Linked DNA regions of Sus scrofa: region 2 is linked to region 1. Evidence: chromatin contacts called from public HiChIP or PLAC-seq data. All regions are on one chromosome and are shown on one strand. The core of a region is the stretch at or near the end of the contact, and the rest is flanking DNA. Distances in the headings are between cores, read along the strand shown.

Evidence for each region. HiChIP or PLAC-seq counts read pairs in DNA pulled down with a chosen protein or histone mark.
Region 2: an H3K27ac HiChIP or PLAC-seq map of skeletal muscle shows a contact between it and region 1. The contact joins the enhancer-like site here to the promoter of SEPT7 in region 1. A contact is called at or near these places in 11 of 47 Hi-C or Micro-C datasets (embryonic fibroblasts, epiblast stem cells, fetal heart ventricle and 7 more) and 2 of 2 datasets of contacts at active chromatin or transcription factors (alveolar macrophages and skeletal muscle).

Annotation. Positions count from the first base shown.
Region 1 is chr18:38,181,205-38,187,180 of Sscrofa11.1, forward strand. It overlaps SEPT7 (septin-7), which reads right to left and starts at 2,150. Exons shown (of 14, transcript XM_003360171.5): 1 at 1,704-2,150; 2 at 169-170. The coding sequence starts at 1,764.
Region 2 is chr18:38,071,407-38,077,382 of Sscrofa11.1, forward strand. No RefSeq gene overlaps it. Among named protein-coding and RNA genes, the nearest start is that of SEPT7, 110 kb to the right of the region's middle. Within about 2 kb of position 2,240, at least 26 of the 83 cell types and tissues checked have an H3K27ac peak or open chromatin away from gene starts, as enhancers often do. A contact at or near this core is called in alveolar macrophages, embryonic fibroblasts, liver and 3 more, where this site is marked.

The DNA.
Region 1 (5,976 bases), core at 900-3,399:
CTAAGAGTGCCTGTGGTATTTTTAATAACTGTACTGAGAAGACCTGGCTCTATCATGTTGTCCCATCACAGGACACAATGCTACCTACCATATAAACCATCTATGTGGCCTCCACATTTATTTCAAAGCCCCACTTAAACCAATCTCCTCTAGCCCCACCCACTGAACAGCTGGGTGGGAGGAAAGACTGGATGGGATGAAAGATTGTTTCCTGCCCCACACCCCTAGCTCCCTCCTTTGCTATTTGGAGGAATAAGGGATCCAAGCAACACTGACTAGCTTAGTAACTGTTTATATCCTGCTAAGGCACTATCCTTCCTCCATCAGGATTCCGAGAAGATCTCGTGTACCTGTACACTTAATGCCTAAAAAGTTCCCTCCTCAACTTACTTTTAAACTTAGGGAGGGAGGGGCTGACCATACTCATCACCTGTTTGTACATGAATATGTAAAATAAGTAAAATGCTTCTGAATCTAGATTATCTGTTCATTTATATTACCAAGTGCACTCAGGAAGATATTCTACCATTTCATAAAAATAACAAAGCCAAAAGAAATCATAAAGTTGGATTACAACAAAGTCGCAAGGATAAATTATTTTAGTATCTAAACAAACACCTGGACGTTACAAATTCTTTGCCTACACTATGAAAACGCAGATTTGAAACAGTGTCCTCTCAAAATGTAACTTAGCAAAAGGAAATGTGTTAGAAAAAAACATTTATTTCCTACAATACACCCAGTATGAAATGGAACTCAGGAGTGGAAAATGTGAATGAAATGGCCCTGGTTCTTTTTCCAATGCGTAGGGGAGGAAAGGAAATGAAAAGGCTTCTTAAGAGAATAAATGAGAATACTGAAATGCTTCCAAAAATGAATTTCGTTAAATATCAACAGTCCGTATCTCCGACTCCCTCCCTTTTCCAGCGACCCTTCCCACCCTTTCCGCTCCTGGGGAGGGCGCCCTTCCTAAGCGCACTCTTTTACCATTTTCCTAAAAATTTAGCCCAAACCAGGCTCATTATCCTTCTTACTCAAGCCTCGCCCGCCATCCACCGGCCTTTGGGGCCGCGCCGGGGGCCGGGGGGAAGCCCCGAGAGGCGGGGAGAAGGTGCGAGGAGGCAGCGCGGCTCAGCCGCTGCAGCCGCCGCCGCCTCCACCGCAGCTTCAGCCTGGTGCATCCTTCTTCCTCCCTCCCCGCCGCCGCCCTCCCCGGGTCAGCCCACACAGCACCCTCACCCGGGCGCGCGCACACACCCCCACCCTCCTCTCCAGGCCCCCTCCTCCACGAGGGGAGCTCCGCGGCGGGTGCTGCGACCGCCGAGCGGGGGAAGCAGGGCCGCAGAACAGGCGGGCCAGGGAAAGACGACCCCGCTCGGGCAGCTCCGTCCGCGGAGGCCGCGGGTCCGGTGTGGCGGCTCACGTCTCCCGGCCCCCCATGCCCGCCCGCCGCGGCACAGGAAATGCCGCCGCCTCGGCTCTCCGCACATTCAATTCAAACTGTCACCGCCGCCGCCGCCTCCCCTCCCCCCGGGCCCGCCGCCACCGCGCCCCGGGCCCTTCGTCGCCCCCGCCCCACCTTCTTTCGCCGCAGCCCCCCGCCTTGCTCCAGGGCGTTACCCTCGCCCGGCCAGACGGCCGCAGAACCCTCCTGCGTCCAGACCCGCCGACCCGAGTCGCGACGGCCCAAAGCTGAGACTCACCCATGGTGCTGCTGTTGACGCTCCTCTCCTCAGCAGCAGCGGATCTCGCACTGACCGACATCCCCTCCCCCCTCCGCGACCAGCCCGGGAGCAGCGCAGCCCGCCGATTCTCCAAAGCCGCCTACGCCGATTTCGCGGCGTAGCCGCCCGGCGTCGCTGCCCCGCTTACGCAGACGACCGCAGGAGGACTCCTCCACTGGCTCTCGCCTGACTCCGACTCCCTCCCCCGCCCCCTCAGACTAGGCTTCCGGGCCCAGAGGCGGCTGGTTTCAATCTCGCGAGATTACTTCCTCGGCGCCCTGCCGACTTGCTCGTTTTTCGAGCATGACTTCATTGGCGTCAGCACTCTTTTGCTCTTCTGGTTTGGCCGCCATGTTAAAATTGGCGGGATTTGGCACCTTTGGGGTCACGGACATTCAGGCCTCTGTGCGTGTTTCTTCAACACTGCCTCTAAGGTTAACGCCTTACGTTTGTGGGTAAAAAGCCTGGGGACGCTGAGAGGGAGGGGCCGGTTGGGCGCGAGGGTGTGGTTTTGCCCGAATCAAAGATGGCCGCCGTAAATGCAGCCCCGCACAATTTCACGTCAGGTTTTGGAGCTGGGAGAGCCGCCGGATTGGCTTTAGCGCCTCCTTACGAAGTTGGCGTAAAGCAAAGAGGCGCCGCTGCAAGAGGCCAGAGCGGGAGGCTATGATTGGGGCGGGGCCGCGTCCACCCCTGGGCTCCTAGCTACTGACCTGGCGGCAACGCCCGTGCCAGTGAAGAGAGACCCTTAAAGGCAGGTGCCTATGCCCCAATCTATACCTGTTTACTCAGTTTGACTTTCGGAGTAGAAACTGAGATTAGGCCCTGGTTAACCCGACATTGCCCTCGCGCTGTCGCTTTCTGGTGGCCTGGCAGAGCCAAGAGGTCAGCTGCTGCAGCTTCCACTGCGGATTCTCCACGGTCACATTCATTCGTGTTGGCTTAGCTCGTTGGTGCAGGTTTGGTCCTCGTGGCGCTCGCACTCTATCTAGTTAAGGAAATGAATGGACACACGTGAAACTATTGGCTATCAGTTAAAGATTAATGAAGGGTTAAAGTGTGTGGTTAATTAGCAGTGAATGTCTCCGAGTCGTTGGAACCTTCGCCAAATACTTTCTAGTAAAAGTAGCCTCACTTTGCTCAGAGCAAACCCTGGTCTTTTGTACTTTCCTAAAAATTAATCGCTGTCTTAATTCATGCACACGAGTTATCTTTCCTGTTAAGCTGTATGTTATGGAGGATTTTTTTTTTTTAGTTTATAATATTCTGTTAATTTCTGCTGTACAGCAATTTCTGCTGTGTATCTGCTATACACAGATACACATTCTTTTTTTTCACATTATCCTCCATCACAAGTGATTAGCTATAGTTCCCTGTCGTATGCAACGGAGCAATTGTATATGAGCTCGCACAAGCGTGTTCATAACAGCATTGCGTGTGTGTGTGTGTCGGGGAGTGTAGTTATCTGGGAGTTGTTTGTTTGTTTTGGCTGTTCTGGGGATGGGGATGGACCCCACAGCCACAAACTGTAACCAGAGTCACAGCAGTGACAATGCTGAGATCCTTAACCCCGAGCCATGAAGGAGCTAATTTCAATGTCCATTTACAGGAGAAGGAATGAATAAGTTACATCATTGGACAGACTGACATACACAGAATGGTAAAAATGGAAATTAATGAGAAGCTACTAGTATTAATTTGGAGTTCATTAACATAATATTGAGAGGGGGGAAAACAACTCACAGAAGATGTATATGGTATACCATAAATAAAAGTTTGAAAATAAACTGTGAGATCAAACTGAAAATCATATAAGGAAGTTGTAGATACCAATTCAGAATAGCAGTTACTTCCTAAGAGGAATAGAAGGGAAGGTAACTGAGTTCACTTGTAGTATGTTTTATTTTCCACCAAAAGTAATACGCAAAAAAATGTGGCAAAACCTTAAAGGTAGCTGGAGGATACATGGGTGTTAAATTGTAATTATTTTCTATACTCTTGTTGAAAGGTTTCCAAGTAATTTTTTTAATAAAGGAAATTTTACCTAAGGAAACAACTTATTTTGTGTCTTAATATTGTTTCTTAAAACTCCATTTGTGCCGAATTGCTCATAGAGTGTGTTACGATGTCTGCTCAACCAATCATTGTGTTAAATTTCTGAAGTTTCACATGAGCGTTTTACTTTAGGAAACTGTAATAAATATCTCCTTTGAAGAAGGCAGTGCAGCAGGGAACTTAGACATGTAGCATCTGGAGTCACATCACCTGGGTTCAAATTCCAGCTTTACCACTTACTAGCCATATACATACGGATAAGTTGCTTTAGCTTTCTGTGATCCGGCTTCCTCATCTATAAGTGGAAATAATACTACTTACCTAATGGAGTTTTTGTGAGAGCTAAATGTGCCCAGTCCATAATAAATGCTTATTATATGTTACTATGTACAGATCATTTGAAAAATAAAAGTGTGGTGAATACTATTATTGTTTAATAAAATCTAATAGTTTTATTTTTTTGTCTTTTGTCTTTTTAGTGCTGCACCTGTGGCATATGGAGGTTCCTAGGCTAGGGGTCTAATTGGAGCTGCAACTGCTGACCTATGCCACAGCCACAGCAAGCAGGATCCAAGTCTACATCTGTGACCTACACCACAGCTCATGGCAATTCAAGATCCTTAACCCACTGAGTAAGGCCAGGGATTGAACCCTCATCCTCATGGATGCTAGTCGGGCTTGTTAACCACTGACAGGAACTCCTAATAGTTTATTTTTTATTAAAAAAAAAAAGATATCTGCCTTCCATCTCTATTGGTATGTTTCTTTGAGGGAGATCTCTTAATGGATATGAAAAAGGTGAATTGTGTTATTTTGCTTTCTGAAATGGATAAACTCTTAATATAAATAATATTGATAAGTTCTTTGAGATTTGTTCATTCTTCCCAGCAAATCCCAACCCACACAGTAAGAGCTTCACCACTTTCCACTGAAAATTAGATCGAGGGGTACAAGGAGTGAGATGATGACATCTTATGGAACTTCTCCCATGAGGAGTTCAGTAGTTGGTGAGTGTGTCTGTGTGCATGCACCTGTGATTGTGATTCATAAATGATATGGGAGGAACAGAGAGTGATAGAATTATTATATTCGTTTCATGATCTGTACTGCACTGTTTGCAATATTATATTTGCAAATACAATATAGTCTAGACCTTAACCCTCTGGTTCAGAAAATGTTTTTTGCTTTTTTTTTTTTTTTAACAAAAAGTTGATCTGAAATTCTGGAGAGACCATGTGGATTTTTTTCCACTGTATATTTACAGTGTTCAATCTTAAGCGGGCCAAGCAGTACTTGTTAACCTAGTTAAATCTCTTTTCCACAACGGCCACCCCAGATTATCTCCATTGTTTTCATTTATTCTCAGCAAAAAATTGAACCCATCAGAGAGGAATTCCAACAGCTTCCTGCCTCCACATTCATAAGCTTACCTGCATCTACACCCACCTTTCAGACATCCCAATGGATCGTGTGTCCTTCCATCTAAGGAATATATTTCTATATGTTCACTGTGTTTCATCTCTTTGGCCTATTCTTTGGATTCTGTCTCCTCCTACCTTGCCAGGAACTTCACTCAATGGATTATTTATTCAGTAAATTTTTGATGCTTTGTCCTTATCACTCTACTGATATCCTCAACAAGGTTATACCAACCTTTTCATTCAATCTAGTGGATGATTTTTTTAAAAAAATTTTAGTTAAGTATTTGATACTAGTGACCATGGCCTGCTATATTTATATCCCTTAATTTGTGAAACTATACTTTTCTAGTTTTCCTCCTAGATCTCTGGCTTCTTTATTTTACCTTCTCGGACTCTCATCTTCTGCCTGTCACTTAAGTGTCCATGTACCTAGAGTTGTGTCCTAGTCAGTTTATTTCTATCTCACTTTTTATATTCTCCTTTGGGGATCTCATGCACTTCCATGGCTTCAGTGATTATATATATGCTGGTGAATCCTAAATAAAAATTTCTAGTCCAGTTCTCTCTCCTTACTGTAAATCTGCACACCTGATTGTCTTCAAAATACATGTCTGATGGAGATCCTGTCATGGCTTAGCGGGTTATGAACCCGACTAGTAGTATCCATGAGGATGAGAGTTTGATCCCTGGCCTCATTCAGTGGGTTAAGAATCCAGCATTGCTATGAGCTTGGTGTAGGTCCCAGACACAGCTCAGACCCCGAGTTGCTGTGGTGT
Region 2 (5,976 bases), core at 990-3,489, 110 kb before region 1:
CCCAAGTGTGCATCACTCCCCTTTTCTGGAGTGGTCCCTCATCCCCCGAGGACAAGGTAAGGTCACTGGGGACTCCTCAGAAGCCAGCCAGGCAGATACTCCAAGGAAAGTGTCTCTGCTTCTCCAGCCACCAGAGAGCCGATGTCTCATTGTCCTTGACCACTGCCCCAAATGGGCATCACTAGGGTTATCATCCTCCCCTGACCCCAGCTTCCCCTTGACCCAGTCATCGTCCTCCTAAGCATTTCCCTGGGCACTCGGGCTGCCCCACACCGCATTGCAAAGAGAGCAGGTTCCCCTGGTACAGGCTGAAGCTTCCTTCCACCTCCTGCTCTCCCAGCGCTTCTCAGATCTGACTCCTTGTGATGTTTAGGCTCCCAGTAGAGTAAGGGAGAAGCAGAAGGGAGAAGACCCACCACCAGGCAGGCTGGACAGGGTCAGATCAAGAAGCACAGAGGCTAGAAACCCTTAAAGACTAGCCCTCCCCACCACTCATCCGTCCAATGCAAACTAAAAACAATTTAAAGCTGTAAACAACAAAATCCAGATTCTGATAAAATCCTGGTTTCCCATGAGGAATAACTTGACGTCTTTTTAAAAAAACAGCAAAGTTCAAACTTTTCCCTCCTGGTTTTTGGAGACATAAGCAGAAGTCTGATGTTGGGCAATGCTGCCCACAGGGTTGGGGAGGGAGGTTGGCGAGGCAGAGTGTGGTCTCTGAGGTGAGGACAGGAGTGGGTAGAGACAGTGATGGGACAGGGAGAGGGAGCTTGAGATTTCAGAGGGCACGGTAGCCCTAGCCATGGGGTTTAAGGAAGAGAGAGGGGCCTCTGGGAGGCCACCAGAGCCTCCTGCCCATTGCGCTAATATGAGCTTTGAACCTGCGGCACTGGGGTCTAGAACACTGTCACTCTGTCTCAGGGAAACTTGGGCCCAGTATACCAAAGCCCAGACCAAGTCCAGGCCAAGGCCAGTCCCCACTGGACTGTAAAGAGAGAAGAATGAAGAAGTGATGACTCACCCAGTGGTGCTCGCGGGAAGATGTGAGGGTGTGGAAGGCTCTTGACCATGGCTGCTGGCTGCTTTGAGCTGGGCTATCCACAGTGATCTTGCTCAAATCCTTCCCCGTCCACTTACTTGACTCCAGACGCCATTAAAGTCATTCGACGGCTCCTGGCCTCCGGGAAGTAGAATGGTAGGTAGAGAGGTAAATTCAGTGTTCTCTTTTCTTTCTGTTTTTTAAATTATGGTCAAAAATACATAATATGAACCATTTTAAGTATACAATTCAGGGACATTAATTACATTCACCATTTATAGCCATCACCACCATTTAAAAAAATTTTCAACATACCAACCCAAAACTCTGTACCCATTAAGCATCAACTTCCTATTCCCTCTCCCCTCAAGGCCCAGTAATATCTGATCTACTTTCTGTCCCTCTAATTTGCGTATTCTAGATATTTCATACAAATGGAATCATACATTTGTCCTTCTGTGTTTGGTGTCTGGCTTTTTTTACTTAGCATGTTCATCCATGCTGTAGCCTGTGTCAGAATTTCCTTCCTTTTTTATGGCTGATAAATGATCTCCCGTATGTATCCACCACATTCTGTTTATCCTTTCATCCGTCCATAGACGCTTGGGTTTGTTCCACTTTTTGGCTATTGCGAATAATGTTGCTATGAACACAGATGTGCAAATGTCTGCTCTGGTCCCTGCTTTTACTTCTTTTGGGTATATGCCCAGAAGTGGAATATCTGGGTCGTATGGTAATTCTCTGTTTAACATTTCGAGGAACTTTTAAACCGGTCGTGTTTACTTTATGTTTGGTTGTAATGTTCTGTTTCAAAGGTCAAAGTTACTTTTGTAGCATTCTTTAAATTTTTGCCTCAATAAATAAAAATACTACGTCTTAAAGTATTTCTGAAGCAAAATAAAATCCTACTATTGAGTGGTGTGGAATTCAAGGGCAGGCGCTCTAAGAGTCCCCCTGGAAAGCCACATCCTGAAGGGAGGTCACAGCGTGCATGAAGATGCTGCCACCTTCTGTCCTAACGACCACCATCCACCACTGACGCTCCAATGGCGACCCTTGGGAGTAAGGTAGGGGCTGTCCTCAGAAATCCCAACCCCGGCTTGACCCCAAGGAATGCAGGTCAAGAGGGAAGGAGCTTGAGCGTGCAGGGCGGCCGCGTGGGCCCCTTGCAAGGGGAGCCTGGCCCTGCGCGGGCGCCTATGGCCGCCAGGGGGCAGAGAAGAGCCCGCCTTACCCAGCACCAGCAGGGCCAGGCTGGGGCCGCCACCTCCAGGGGCTTTCATCTCTGAAGCCCCTCTGCAGGCTGCAGCGGATTCCAGTCTCATCCCTCCACAAGCAGAAGTCTCAGCGCGGGGTGGGGGACACCTAAGGCACCGCCTACGATGTGAGAGAGGTGCGCCTGAGGGTCTCAGCTATCGCCCAGGCTTCAAATAGGAATACATTTGACCACACCTAATTTCTGTGACTGTGGTCCTGGGCTAAGGTGACCCTTCCGCGTGCTTCCTGCTAATTTCTCTAGGGTGGGCTCTCCTGAAGCGAGGGAGCATGCACCCCTGTCCCTGGCTGTCCCCTGCTCAGAAGTTAGATGGAATGAGAATGAATGAGTGAATAAATGAGAAAAAATGAGTTCATCCCACATGACGGAGAGAGAAGTGAACTGGGAGACTGGACCTCAGACTCAGGTGTCGACGTGGGCACTGATCCCATCCTGAAGAGGTCCAGGGCCAGAGATGCTGAGTTGATCCCCTTGAAATTTATTTGAAGGAATATGCAAGCACAACAGCCAGAATTGGGGGCTTTGGGCCATAATGCAAAATAGGCTATGAACTCAAATATATATTTGAAGATAGGACCCTAAGCAGGTCCATGTGCCAAGGGACCAAGGCCTCCTGACATCAACCTGCCAGTTACCTGACAGAGGATCTGTAAATGTTTCTAAGTTTTATTAAAAAATTCATTAAATTTCATCATTTTGATCTTTATACTCTGATATGAAAATTTCCTTGTTTCTAGGAAATACACACCTAAGTAATACAAGGGGCTTGAAGCTGCAAATAATTCAAAAATGGTTCAGAAAAAAGCACTTTTTGCCAAAATTGAAAATCAGAAGAAAAAATTTCATTTCAAAAAATCAGTAAACAGGGAGGAGGTATTTAAAGGTCTGTGGCGGGGGGGGGGGGGGGTACTAAGGGAAGTCAGCCCTGGGAGCCGGGAAGCCCTGAATTGTGGGCTTTTGGGTGCATCCATGACCCATAGAGTAGGGTCCAATGTAAACCCTAATCCAGGGTGGGCAGCAAGGAGAGAGGGGGAGAGGTGCAGTCTGTTGGGGCCAAGTTCAAGGGCTCCCTGGATGCAGGGAAGAAGGTTGGAGGCCAGGTGGAGCTCTACAAGCCAACACAGGAAGCTCAGAGATGGAGTGCGGGGTGTAGGTGAGTTGAGCTGATTCAAAGGCCCAGGTTGGCTGCAGAATTGATACCTCATTTACCACTAATCTCTAGGGGAAGACAAGTTTGTGGGGAAGCAGGGGTGCTGTTAGGCTCACAGTAGTTATCTGTGACCACAGTTGTGCATTCACCCTCCTGAGCCTGTTGCAATTCTTCCCTGAGATTTTTCAAACCGTCATGGGTAGAGCTCTTGTTCTCTTCTCTGGTTGAAACTGTAAAGATGTAAACCTGGAGTTAACTAAGTCTGTGGGTGGGGTCTGTGAGGACATCTGGTTTGAGTGAGGAGGGGGCAGTAAATAGAACATTCTGCATGATGCCTCCAGAAAACTTGACAGAGGCTTATGAACCTAAGAGCCACAGATTTGCTGGCTTTGTTCATGTTGTTACATAAGCCTGTAGAAACTCACACATTGGGACAAGATGTGTATAGAAATATTCACTGCAGCATTATTTCTGTCGATTAACCAGAAAATAGATAAGCAGCCTCCTGGTACTCCAGCTTTTGTACAGCCACTCCCCACACTGAACAGGGCCAACCTATATCAACAATAAGCAGCAATATTGCAGAAACGACTGTGATTTCCAAGGCTAGGTCATAAAAGACTTTGTGGCTTACACCTTGCTCTCTTCTTGGATCACTTGCACTTGTTCTGGAAGAAAACCAGTCATTGTGTCCCAAGGACATCCAAGCAGCCCTATGTAGCACATGCATAAGGGACTGAGGCCTCCTGACATCAAGGCCTCCTTACTGGTGATCTGACTGAGCCAATAAGGAGGCCCTCCAGCCGCAGTCAAGTCCTTAGATGAGGGCTGCAGCCCCAAGCCAACATCTTTAATGCTACCCTTCCGCCAGATCCACCTGGGGCTAATCCCTGACCTGTAGAAACTAAAAAACGGTGGTGTTACAGTTTAAAGTTTACTGTTACTTGAAGGGTAGTTGTTGCTTTGCATATACCAATCGATAGCTAATACAAATATTATATAATTATATAGTGAAATTTTAGTCTTCTTTTTTGCTTTTCAGGGCTACACTTGCAGCATATGGACGTTCCAAGGCGAGGGGTTGAATCAGAGCTACAGCTGGTCGACCTACACCACAGCCACAGCAACACAAGATCCAATCCCCGTCTGTTACCTACACCACAGCTAACACCAGATCCTTAACCCACTCAGCGAGGCCAGGGATCAAACCTGCATCCTCATGGATCCTAGTCAGGTTCGTTAACTGCAAACCACTGAGCCACAAAGGGAACTCCCTAGTCTTGGTTTTTGTTGTTGTTGTTGTTTTTGTCTTTTTAGGGCCACACCCATGGCATATGGAGGTTCTCAGGCTAGGGGTCTAATTGGAGCTATAGCTGCCGGCCTATGCCAGAGCCACAGCAATGCCAGATCTGAGCAGAGTCTGTGACCACAGCTCATGGCAACACCAGATCCTTAACCCACTGAGCAAGGCCAGGGATCAAACCCTGGTTCCTACTCTGATTTGTTTCTGCTGTATCACAACAGGAACTCCGCTTTTCCTCTATTTAAAATTGAAGTACAGCTGATGTACAATGTTAGGTTAATTGGTATAAAACAAAGTGATTGTTTCTTATAGATTCCTTTCAGATTCTTTACCGTTATATATTATTATAAGATATTGAGTATAGTTCCCTGAGCTATATATACAGTATAGGTCTTTGTTGATTTTACATATAGTAGTATGCATATGTTAATTGCAAACTCTTTATTCCCCCCTTTCCTCCTTGAAAACCCTGTTTGCTGCATCTGAGTGTTTCATTTTATCATTTTTTTTAGATTCCACATATAAGTGATATCACATATTTGTCTTACTTTGCTTAGTATGATAATCTTTAGGTCTAGCCACGTTGCTGCAGATGGCATTATTGCATTCTTTTTATGGCTAATATTCCATTAAGCATATATGCCACATCTTCTTTAATCCATTCTGGTCTGCTTGCTTTTAATGAGGGATTAAAATGGCCGTATCATAGAATTCTACTTTTTTTTTTTGTCTTTTTGCCTTTTCTAGGGCCACTCCTGTGGCACATGGAAGTTCCCAGGCTAGGGGTCAAATCGGAGCTGTAGCCACGGGCCTACCCCAGAGCCACTGCAGTGTGGGATCCGAGCTGCGCATCTGCGACCTACACCACAGCTCACGTCAATGCCAGATCCTTAACCCACAGAACGAGACCAGGGATTGAACCTGCAACCTCATGGTTCCTAGTCAGATTCTTTAACCACTGTGCCACGACAGGAACTCTAAATTCTACTGAGCTTTAACTGAGAATCTATGTGAACTCTATTTGGCTCATAGCAGGTACTCACCAAACACCTGCTGTACTCTTTGCTGACTTTGTTCCCTTGCCTCAATCTCCAAGTGAGTTTTCTCCCCTAATAAACAGGAATTCTCCTCCAGTTTGAATACTGTCAAAATGTTCACATTTGGTAGTGAGAAAGGCTGGGACCTAGGATCTGGGACCCTTTGCTGCA